2 separate regions of the Drosophila melanogaster genome follow, and region 1 is linked to region 2. Evidence: chromatin contacts called from public Hi-C data. All regions are on one chromosome and are shown on one strand. Each heading gives the region's core, a stretch centred on a gene start, on an enhancer-like site or on the middle of the called end of the contact. The rest is flanking DNA. Distances are from core to core; before and after follow the strand shown.

Region 1 (5,586 bases), core at 1,295-3,794, 490 kb after region 2:
TTTGCATAAATACATTTAAATGGCCGGAGAGCAATATGTTACGTATACGCAGTGTTCGCCCGAAAGCTGCACCCATTGTGCTCTGTTTTTGTGCTGTGGTTGCCGCCCTGCAATGCATATTTTTAAGCTGCTCGACTTTAATAATGGTTTTCGGTCAGTTGGCCTGGCCACAGGCTTGATGGTTTTGCGAACCCTTTCCGGTTGCCCGGATCCCCGGGCAAAAATGTGTAGGTAGTGCATAGTTGGTACCCCTTTTGGCCCGCCACGCTTTTAATGAAGTAGCATGCGAAATGGCAGGAGTACGGCTCTTTGTCCGGAAGTTTGGCATTACCTGCAGACTGTGGCTATGCAATGCAATGCACCAGTTATTTACTGCACATCAACTTGAATAAATTCCATGGAACCTTGGAGTTTCTTTGAGTTCATTAGTGTTACTTGAGGAATCAAATCGCTCGCCAACAGCAAATGCAAATCAAGTGCACGGCTTCTAATGCCGGCGCACAAAAATGCAACTCATTTTTAATATCCTGCGGCAGCAGATGTCGACATAGCAGCATGGCAAAATGGTGCCGGAAATTAAAACTCAATATTCGAGTGATTGTGTGCCGGGCAAAGAGGAATTGTTTGAGCCATCGCCATTGCCATTGCCACTGCCACCGCCACCACTGTCATTGACTATTTGACTTGGACCGCACAAAAGTGCGCAATTGAGGCGGCAAATCAAATGAAATCCAACGGAACGAATCGAAACGTGCACCCAACTCTCAATTCACGATTCTGAATTCTCGACTGGCAACTAAAACTCGAATTTAAACCGAGTTTCCAGCCCCCTAATGGCATTCAGTGCGACTTGCTGCAGACGTGCAATTTTCGCAGACGCTCAACGAAATTGTTTGATTTTGGCCAAGTGCAGCTGCGTCACTGGCATTTTGCTATCTTATGCCATTGCCGTTTGCTAAATGTTAATGCCATTTCAATTGCTCCCTCCCCTCCGATCCCAATTTCGAGTCCGGGGCTCTGTGGCCTTTCACCATCTCAGATCTGCTGCTGACATCCAACTTATTTCGCACCCAAAGATACCCTCTCTTTGCTAGCAAACACTCAAGAAAATGGAAACAAAAAAAGTGGTTTTAGCTAAAGCATTTTGTACTTTATTAAATATCTTAAGCTTACCATTATCTTTACTGGTCTTGAAAGTAAAACTACAATATTTACTTTAACTGATTTTATTTTTCAAATTGGATAATTCAATTCCTTGGACAAGAACAACCAATCTTTCAAGGGTATTTCATTTGCAATGTGTGGATAATCTTATAATGCTCCTTCCATTTTTTTTTACTACTTAAAAGGAACAATTCAGAGGCTTGTGCGGTGTGCATATAGCATATCTCGTTTGTGGGACACTTTTATATGTTTGCCGGGCACTTTGCGGCAGGGATATTCAGTTGGAGATGCTCGAAGGCAGTGCCTGGAGTCTGTTTTCGGGCAAGGATTTGACTTTGGGGCCTGGCAATGGCTTCATAATTTGCACATGAAGATTTCATAATCCTAGCAGTTGCCGTTTACCAGGCAAATGTGACCGATATGAACACCTAGAAGAGGTCAGCAAAATTTACCTGCTGCTGGGAACAAGGTTAAACTGAACAGATCTCTAACTAAACTTAAGTGCTAGCATGCTATCTTGCTTATGTTTAGTTAAACTGAGCTTTCTATTGACTGCTGTTAAATTCGTCTAGTAGGTGTAGACTTAAGTTTCGATTTAAAGTGGTCTGTGCAACTGAAACATTTCCAGAGGGCGCATTAAAAAATGACTCTCGATTAGAATGACGCTCACGTCCAATGCCGGCGCTCTGATTGATTGACTGACTAAATGGCTTGAATGGCTGATTGATTGACTAGCCCTTGCACACGTACGCACTCGCTGAGGATTCGCTGCGTAAACTAAAGTTGGCAATCATTGCGATACTCTTTTTTTTTTTTTTTTTGATTTTATTATCCTAATGCATACACATTGAGTCAAAAAGTAAATCGATTTATAAGTTCATATATCTTGAATAGTTTCACTTCAAAGATTAAATTCAGTGAGTTATATATATTAAAGATTCATTTGGCACCGATAATGGTATTCTTCTTGAACGTATTTTAACGTTTTTAAGTCGCTTGTAAGCTACGTCTTGCTGTATCCTTTGAATCCCCTTGGCAAAGTGTATTTACCTCCATCGTAATTTTCCCGGAACCTCCAATTGCTTTTCCATTGAGCTTTCATGTGTGCTGCGTATGTGATTTGTTTTACGCCGAATTGCATAAAACATTCGCAATTGCGTGGCTCGTGCTCCGGATGGAAAGCGAGTTAAGGCTTATTTATATTCACTTCAGACACGCCCATTGCGCCCACCCAATGCCACGCCCCCCCCTGCAGCTCGTAATCCAATAATGCACCGCATAGACAGCAGCTACAAATTAGCCGGCTTTCGGTGAGTTTGCACATCAAGGCCCGTGGGCCATCATAACCACAACTGATTAAGGCCGAGAAAGTGGGCGTCAAGTGGGCCACCATGCATATCGCACACTTGATTAAGGAGCATGGTCATAACGGCGGGTTACGTCAGTGTCGTACCCGTATAAATAAATCACGCATATTGCCGCCATCGGCGTCCACAATGTCATCATGCTGTTGCAACTGTCAGTCCGAGGAGCGAGCTCCTCGTTTTATTGACACCGAGGGGACACTCTTGATAGGATCCAGTTCTCCTGCAGAGATGACAGAGTGGCCCACTGTTGTTTTAAGAGAATTCAGGGTGTATAAATATGCTCGTTGCATGATGTCTTTCAGAAATATTCTGTTAAATAAATTATTAAATCATAAAGGATAATATTCTGGCTTTCTTAAAAAAAAAGACTTTCTGAACAAGTTTAAGCTATATATGCAACCAAGTTCAAGATGCCACAGCTGTCAGCCATCAAATGGCTTCATTATTATTTGCATTGCACTTTCCCCTGCATGTTAACATCGTGTAAAGCAAAGTTCTGCGGAGGACAGCCGTTTAGATGTTCAGCACCACCTCGTGACCTCTGACCCCCCAACCCCCTGACCCCCTTGCCAACCAGAAGAGTCAGAACAGCATACTCAGTGGCTGCAGGACGTGCTGGTGCCGATTGCTGACGCGTTGATTGCTGCGAAGGCAAATGCGATGGCAGGCAACTAATTAAAAAGTTATACGAGTAACTTGCACACGCCTTTAACTTTGGCCAAAGTAATTAAAGTTCGCGCCAGGGCCAAAACCAAAAACGAATGTGTATGTGTTTCTGTGTGCCTGTGTGCCTGCCAGTCGCTTCAACTTAACTCGACTCAACTCAACTTTGCCGCATTTACATTTCACACCTGCGCGTGTAAATTCGCCGCAAAAACCCGACCGCGGAAAAAAGTTAACACACAAAGTTAAGAAAAGCGCTTAACTGACAGAAAAGAATGGCGTACACAGTTTTTTTTTTTTCATTTTAATTTCATAAGACTAAGGCTAGAATAAAGCTTTTAGCTCTTGAATTATTAAATATTAACATAAACAAAAGCAATAAGTCTGTTAATAAGCTAAATAAGTAGCCATATGGAAACTGCAGAAAACTAATTGTAGTTAGTTGTAAAATGTAAAATTAACTCTTTACTCACAAGTCATAGTCTCAGAACTTCTTCATTTTCAAAGTATTTCAAGACACATTAAAATGAATTCTCAATCCTGCGTATTTATTAACAAAGCCGTTTAGAATTTCCACTTGAGTGTGTAATCCAAATTCGCAAATCAGCGTAGATAAACACAAATGCTGTTTGTTTTATTTTTGGATAATAGAGTGTGAAATTGATATGGCTGGCATATCAAACTTATACAAGACAGCTGACAAACATTAATGCTAATGTATTATGTAGTAATTGACCAATAATTAGCCAACGAATATTGTGTACAATTGCACGATAATATCACATTATTTGGACACCATCACCGATGTCTTCCCGGGGCCTCGAAGGCAGCGAAAATTTCACAACATGACAACTGTTTTAGCATTATTAATGTGCGCACTTCCCATTTCACCATCACCCAGGGGGCATATTCGAGCTGAATTAATTAATTCTGAGAAGCGCATAAGAGGATTACCAGCTTTAAGGAGGGGCGGGGCACTATAATTAGTTTTCAATGCCATTAAAATTCTATTGGGCACTCTGTTGTTAATATGTTAACTGGGTTCAATGACCATCCGCCAGCGATCAATTCGCCAATCAAAAGTATGCGCAATCTCCTTTGTCCTGTCATATACTTGCCAATTAATTTGGCTTGTCATTGTTCGCGTCTAGACAACTATGAGCTAACGCAGCGCTCACTTTGCGGTGCAGTGAACTTTGGCGGGCCACTTTGGCCAGTAATTACTGTAATCAGGCATGGTAATGGCATTAGGCTTTGACATCGCAACGCCACAGGGAGGCGATCAAGTTGCCTCAACTTGCCCCAAAGGCAGCTCATTAGCCGCAGGACGAAAGTTGCCCCGATAACTGGCTGAAACATCAAAGCGCCCCAAAAGCAGCTCACAAAATGCTTATAATTGGAAGAGATTGCCGGCTCAAAGTTAGCTGCGATTTTAGCCATTGAAAGAAGTCTTCTAAAGGGATCCTCTTCTTTCTTTTAAATGCAACTGCTAGCAGTTTAAATTCACGAAATTCAATTTCATTATTTTTTTTTTGTCACATAAATGTAAAAAGAATTGCGTTTTTTTTTTCGCTGCCATAATTTCTTTGAGTGCCGACCTCACAGCAGGACTTGCGAGCAGCTCTCTGCGGAATTGGTTGAGCGCGACAGGAAACTGCAACGGTCCACGCTGCGTATGATTAACAATTTAAGCGTGTGCATATTTCACGGCGAGCACACGCATCGGGCCAAAGTGAAAATTGCATGCATAGACAATGGACTGGGGGGGGACATGTCCCTTAAAGCGGATGAAGGGACAATGCTTTAAGTGCTCTCGCCTCCGTTCGCTTTACGCAAGATTGCTTCTTTTTCGGAACCAACTGCACTACTGTTGCAGGTTTACAAAGCACCATGACGGCATTAAGCAGGCGACATCTGCATGCCCGGCGTCACAAAAAAGGACGAAAGAGAGATGGTGTCCAGATTGCAAGGACTGGACGCCAGACACTGGCCACCGGGTGAGTTTCAGTGAGTTGTCACCCTCTGGGCGGACAAACAATGCGCATCGCCTAAGCAAAGGACCCGCACCGATTGTGCTGCGAGGAGCGAAGAATGTCCAGGACATCCAGGACATTCAGAACATGGCAGAAGGCCGTCTAATAGCCGGTGACTGACTGCTACGCCATTGTGCAACTTCAATCACCAGCCCATGGAGCACTTCAGCTGTCGATGGGCCTTCATCAGAGCCCCCATTTCTCGGAAAACTCAAAAAGGTAGTCCTGCTAAACACATTAAACGCATTTGCTATCCTATGGAGAGTCGCTTATTGATTGAACAAGCTTCCGGATGTCCTTTGAATTCGCTTATGGCAACATGTTCTTGTGGAAAATTTGCTAGAGTTTGTCGAGGAGTT
Region 2 (5,892 bases), core at 2,065-4,564:
CTGGCTCTGGGGCGTTGTTGTTTACTTATTCAATTTGGAGCTGTTTGAACTGCGCTGATATGCCCATTACAAGGTGCCCTGCCAGCCATCGAGTGTACGACGTGCTCCATGGCGTATACGTAATTACGTTTGTCGCTGCCACATTGCCGCCCCTCCCACACCGCGTTCCCCTCCGATTGCCACTTTAAAGCATGGAAATTTATTTATTGCATAATGGGAAAAGTTTTGCACTTCAGTCATGATTTGCCCCGCCGTGTCCCACTCCATGCTCGTCTCCATCTTGTGCTATTCAACTCGCAGCATTTCATTTGATGCAGCGGCCAAAAGACGTGCGTAAACAGGGTGGCCAGGATCCAGGGACCCTGGGATCCTTTAGCCAAGTCGAGCGTCGAGTGCTAAACTTTTTTGCCCGAATCCCGTTTGTTTTTTTTTTGTTTTCCTTCACCCGCCCGAACTCGAAATCAACTTTATGCCGAGGCAACGGCAGCAAAGTTTATGGTCATGTCCGCTGGCCGGGGGTCGGAAAAGCGAGGAAAATCGGGAGGCGGGAGTTTCCAGGGGTGGCCGTTCATTAGCGTTGCCATTACATTTATTTATTTTTCTTCATTCCGTTCTGTTTCGCTGTGCGCAGGATGTCTGATATACTGGCACAGCGATGAGAAGGCATCCTTCCCTTCCTTCCCTTCACAGTGAGTACGAAAAGTCGTGAGCAGGGCAGAGCAGAGAAGCAGAGAGACTAAAGTCCACTTTAGTTAGTGCGAGAGCTTTAGTTTCAACAAGTTTTAAAAAAGTTAAATGAGACACACGAACTTCGCATAATAGTAGGAGTGGAGAATTCAGCTCTAGGACAGTAATCAGGTTTTGAGCGGCTCAAAGTCAAAGAAAATTCCTCTGCACGCATGTCTGCAGTTATTAGACCTGCGTGTCTTCAGTTGAATTGCGGTTTTTATTTCTGGGTATCCTTACAGGATTTATGAGCCAACAGACCCGACAGAACCGACAGGGAAAATGAATACAACGCGAAAGCCGAAGCAAACCGAGATGGAAAAGTTTGCTAAATTTTCACTTCCGCCGCCGCTTTTCTTTTGCGCCTTTGATATTCCTTTTCACTCGTCCATTCGCCGACTGCATAAATAATAACACAAACTTTTATTATTAATTTTGCTTAATCGAAATGCCGCAATTAAGCATGAAGCGTAAAAGTTTTCCTTCGTTGTCCTCGGCCACTCCTTCTTTTGCCTTAACGCCCAGCTGACCTCCCCCGTCCTCCTCCTTTATTTTTAGTTCGCGGAATAATTTTGCACTTTTACTCCGCCGAATGTTTTCTAAGAAAAAGTTGGACGGCGATGGCGGTTTCTTTTTGCTACAGAAACAGAGCGCAAAGTTTTCTGCACTTTCCGAAATATTATTAAGAATTTAATTGCTTCAAAGCGCCAACTTTTCCCAGTCCAAGCTGGGCGTTTCCATCCAGGATAATTTCGAAAAACTGTAAAGCGCATAAGCGGGCATCGTTGCGGCCAAGAAATTTGCCGAGTCACATGGCCAAATACAATGGTCAATAAGTAAGCGTCACAAGTGAAACAATCCATTACGGAATCGTTGCGCACAAAAGGGCTGATGTGAATGAAAATTTTGTTGCGTAATGGGTCAGCGATAAGAAAGTGAAAACTAAATGAGAAGCACAAATAAATTGTAAAAAGTGGGCATAAACGACACACAACACCAATGCTCGACTCATTTCCTGCCCGTTGCCATCGCACATCGTTTGAAATTAAATTTCAAAGGACCGGGACCATTAGACGGCCCATTACTGGCCTCCTTTTTTGTCCAGAGGTCCTGTCTGTGCCGGCCCTGTCCCTTCGAGAAGAATGCCCCACACCACCCCCCCGCCCACCACATTCGGGGGCTGGACAGGAACCCGCAAACATCCTGTTGATGTCAGCAAATTTTATTTATTTGTGGTTCGTGTTGTATTACAGCATTTTAGAGCAATTAAAATTGTACAATGGCCGGGGCATTTTGCATGGCCCATCGAAAAACTTGGCCACAGTCTATTTGGCCGCATTTTTTAGATCATTTAGCCAGCCGCACAAGTGCCTAATGATATATTGACTTAGCCTGCGCCCGCTGCTGTTTTTCAAACTTTTATGGCCATTCTTGGTCTAATTGCCCGCGGCGGGAAGGTAAAACTCATTAGATTAAGTGATAGCAGTTCTCTTTATGGCCCTATATCTTGCCAGGAATTAGCTGAAAAATAGCCAAAGATGTTGGACGCTGGATGGTTGGAAAAAGAAAGAAAAAAAAAAAAACGTTAAAGAATAATCGAATGAAAGTGGTTCTCTGCCATAATAGCTGCTCCAAATTGCCGAGCACTGTCAATGCAGCTCGGGAATTGCAACTGGTTCCATTGTTCTCTCGCTTTGGCCTACTTATTCAGGCCCTCTCCGGTTTTTCTACTTCGCTAACAAGCTTACGGACGGATAGCCTACGGGTTCATTCCCCAATTGTAATCCAAACAAGCGGAGAATGTAAAGTGGCAAGGGGCGTTCCATTTCATTAATGTTTCAAGGCGTGACACGCTGCGTATGAGTGATACTAAAAACGAAGCTACATTGTAAACACAAAAATTAGTGGATACTAGGTTTTAAAAATCACTTGTGCAGGTGTTTAATACAATAGTATACAGCACTTAAAGTTTATACTTGTATATTTCATTAAAGGTTCTTTTCTTCCTGTGCAAGGATGGAAAACTCGCACACGAAATGGCCCTCTTCTTAGCAGTTTTCAACGCAGTGTGCAAAAGTTGTAAAATTTGTGTTGTTTTGCGCCAAAGGCACACATCCAAGATACATACACAGCACTTGGGGCAAAAACAAGAAGCCGAGGGCCTGTCGAAATTTCTTGGGGTGTGGCAGCGACAAGTCCGTGAATAAGTCCGTACTCTTCGGTCCGGAGTCCTTATTCCCAGGTCCGTAGACTAGGCACTCGGCTTTATTGGAGTGCAATGAGCTGTAGTCTGGTGCCCGTCCTGATGCCAAGTTGTTGCGCACAACATGCTTAATTAGTTTCTGAAACCAAAGGGGCTGCGGTCCAGGGTTTAGAGGTCGTTGGGCGGTGCGGGGCGTGGCAATTCTTAGCCATGTGTGAGTCAAGTGAAAATAATTTGCGGCTTCCAGTTTCGGTTGGCCAGCAGCGAGGGTTTTTAATTAAAAGTGCCTCTGCTGCCCGCCAACCTGGCCGACCCCATCCATCATCAGCAATCCCCAGAACGCAATGCAAATGAGCGCCAAGTAGCCCGTCGTCCGTGGACGGAAGATCCGCAACGGAGATGTGGTGGCTGTGTTTACGGCGGAATCCCGAATCCTCAATTCTGCGCCGTGTGTGCAGCCAACCAAAAAGCACCAGCAAACGGCGGCGGAAGCGGATGCCATAAAGTGCTGCCACCGCATGGGTCGAAAATAAAATGGCCGCCGTGCGAGGAGGCGGCGGACATGGAGAACTACACTGAGCGCAAAATTATGAGCAAAGGGCATTTTTTAGGAATAGGAATATTGAGATTTTAGCGATTTAAACAAGGGTTTGTTACTTAAAAATGGGTTTGTATAATTCGTATTAGATAAAAGGTTGATACGTTAAGATAAGATACATTTTTTTCCGAGTGTATGGGAATGTGCAGCGGGCTTCGTGACGAATGCTGGTGCGTGGGAAAGAGGCACTCACACACACACACACACACACACATTTTAATGACATCGACGTGGCCGACAATTCAGTTATGGGTCTCATGGCACACCAACCAGCATAGCACACAAAAACAAAAATGGCAATGAGAGGGGGGCGAACCAATCAACTGATTTAGTGCACGATGGGCTGGCCCCCTGTCCTTCTACTCATTCCTTGTCGTCCTTTCTGGTCCTGGGGTATCAGCAAATGCAATTCGTTTGCTGATTTGTCATTGTTTGGTATGCCGGCTGTCCCCACAGCTCAACTTGAGCTGATTTACAAATGAAATCATACGCCATGGCGGGCATTTCGGTAATGAAAATTCAGTCATAAGGGAAATCATTTTTCCGGCTTTTGTTCTATTTTGGCTGTGCCTGTGTGCCCATGCCCGTGCATCCTTTTTTGTGGCGAACAGGACGAACGGGCACCGCACACTTAATGCGATTTTTGCTGCTTGCTTGTTGCCTGGGCTCTTAGTTTGGGTGTGGTTTGCAAAAGGGCGGATGATATGTAGGTGGATGTGGGCCGCAGGACGAGCCCAGTGGCGCTGAGGGATTCGAGTGCGCTCTATAAATAAATTTCGTTTTAATAAACTTGTCATAATGGCGCTGGCAGCGCAAAAAGTTTTAATAATGCTCCACAAACCTTGACGTTATTAAAATTTTACATGTCATGCCAGAAAGGATTAAATTCAACGCACATGGACTCCCAGTGCGTGTGTGTATGTGTGTTAGTGTGTGCTTGTGTGTGTACTATTCTGTTCGCCACTCTCTCACCGGATGTATTAAGTTATGCATTAAAATGGCACTAATGACGTTTATACAGCTCTGTCAGCCACGAAACTTTCCTCGCACATACAAACACATCCTGGGGGGGGGGGGGGGAAAGCTTTGCTCGAGTTACTTAATTGCAGTGACAACATTGAGTAAGGAAAAAGCAAAGGCTTTTCACCCTTCATCTTGTTTTTCCTCTGGCATCCCTTCAGGAATGAAAATCGCTACAAAAATGCTTTGCCTGCAATTTAAAATGTCTGTGTGGGTGGGTGGCTGCTGTGGCTTTTTCTGTGTTTCTGTGCGGGGGAGTTTTACGGCAGCTGCTTATATCTACGTGGCCATGTAATGGCGTAGAGTCCGGGAAAAGCGGAGACAGAAAGTTTCATTTTGTACGAATTGAGCGAATTCCGTTTAACGCATTCCGAATAATTTAATTAAAAGCACATTTCTGGCTTTGTTCTCCACCGAGAATGACAGGGAATTTCCTTAAACCTCACCTATTTCATACTGCATATTTGTGTGGGCGGCGACTCATAAAATAAACGCTCGGCTGCCATTTCAATTAACTGCAGCGGTCCCCAAAAAATGGGCCCCAGATCACGATTCTGAGATAAAGTACCGGGCGGAAAACTATCGAACAAAGGCAACACAAATACGTAGCCCACCCCACCATTCTTCTATCGACTTTCAACACGAGTTTTACATTAAAACGCAAAGTTTTATTGCCAAACAGCCAAACAGCCGAGGAAAAGTTTGCTCTATTTGTATAGGAGGAGCCTTGTAAGTTTCTGGGCCGCTCTTTTGTTGGGTATAGCACCAACACCAGCACCCCCATCTCAATCTGCTAAGTGGTGTCCTTATCAGTTGTAGCTACAACATATTAGCTGCTTAATTTCACGGACGTGTGTGGCGCACACACACACACACGCCCGAAGTGTTGAAATGGAAAACTTTTGTTTATTAATTTGTCAACGGCGCTTAGGACGCTGTTTCAGGTTGTCCAAGATGGTCGATAAGGTCTACCTGTCTGCAGAGAAAACTTCTTGTAAGACGGTGAGAGGTTTTTGGCAAGAAAGCCGCTGGTAGGACATTATAAATATTAGAAACTGATACAGCTAATATAAAACAAGTTTATAGTTGTTTTGAAAGGGTTTTAGGATAAAACTTGTACATAAGTATCTGATAAATGGTTGTTCTAGGTGGGTGAGTTGATCCAGATTCAAGCGGAAATGGGGATGTGGGGAATGTGGGTGGCTTGGGAGGATTCCTGGTGACACTTGACGTCTGACACTGACGGCTGTGATGGATGACGGCTGAGGAACGTGACAGCTTCATCAAGTGCAGCCAGGTGCGACTGCAAGGCGTTCATTGATGGCAACATTTACCGCAATCCAGC

Evidence for each region. A called contact is a pair of places that touch in the nucleus more often than the background predicts.
Region 1: a Hi-C map of the Kc167 cell line shows a contact between it and region 2, with 1.9 times the contacts expected there. The contact joins two enhancer-like sites. A contact is called at or near these places in 3 of 107 Hi-C or Micro-C datasets (the Kc167 cell line, the ML-DmBG3-c2 cell line and gut).

What each region holds. Positions count from the first base shown.
Region 1 is chr2L:4,777,452-4,783,037 of dm6, forward strand. All of the region lies in intron 1 of fipi (factor of interpulse interval), which reads right to left. Among named protein-coding and RNA genes, the nearest start is that of fipi, 14 kb to the right of the region's middle. Within about 2 kb of position 2,545, at least 3 of the 39 cell types and tissues checked have an H3K27ac peak or open chromatin away from gene starts, as enhancers often do.
Region 2 is chr2L:4,289,212-4,295,103 of dm6, forward strand. All of the region lies in intron 2 of tutl (turtle), which reads left to right. Among named protein-coding and RNA genes, the nearest start is that of tutl, 9.0 kb to the left of the region's middle. Within about 2 kb of position 3,315, at least 10 of the 39 cell types and tissues checked have an H3K27ac peak or open chromatin away from gene starts, as enhancers often do.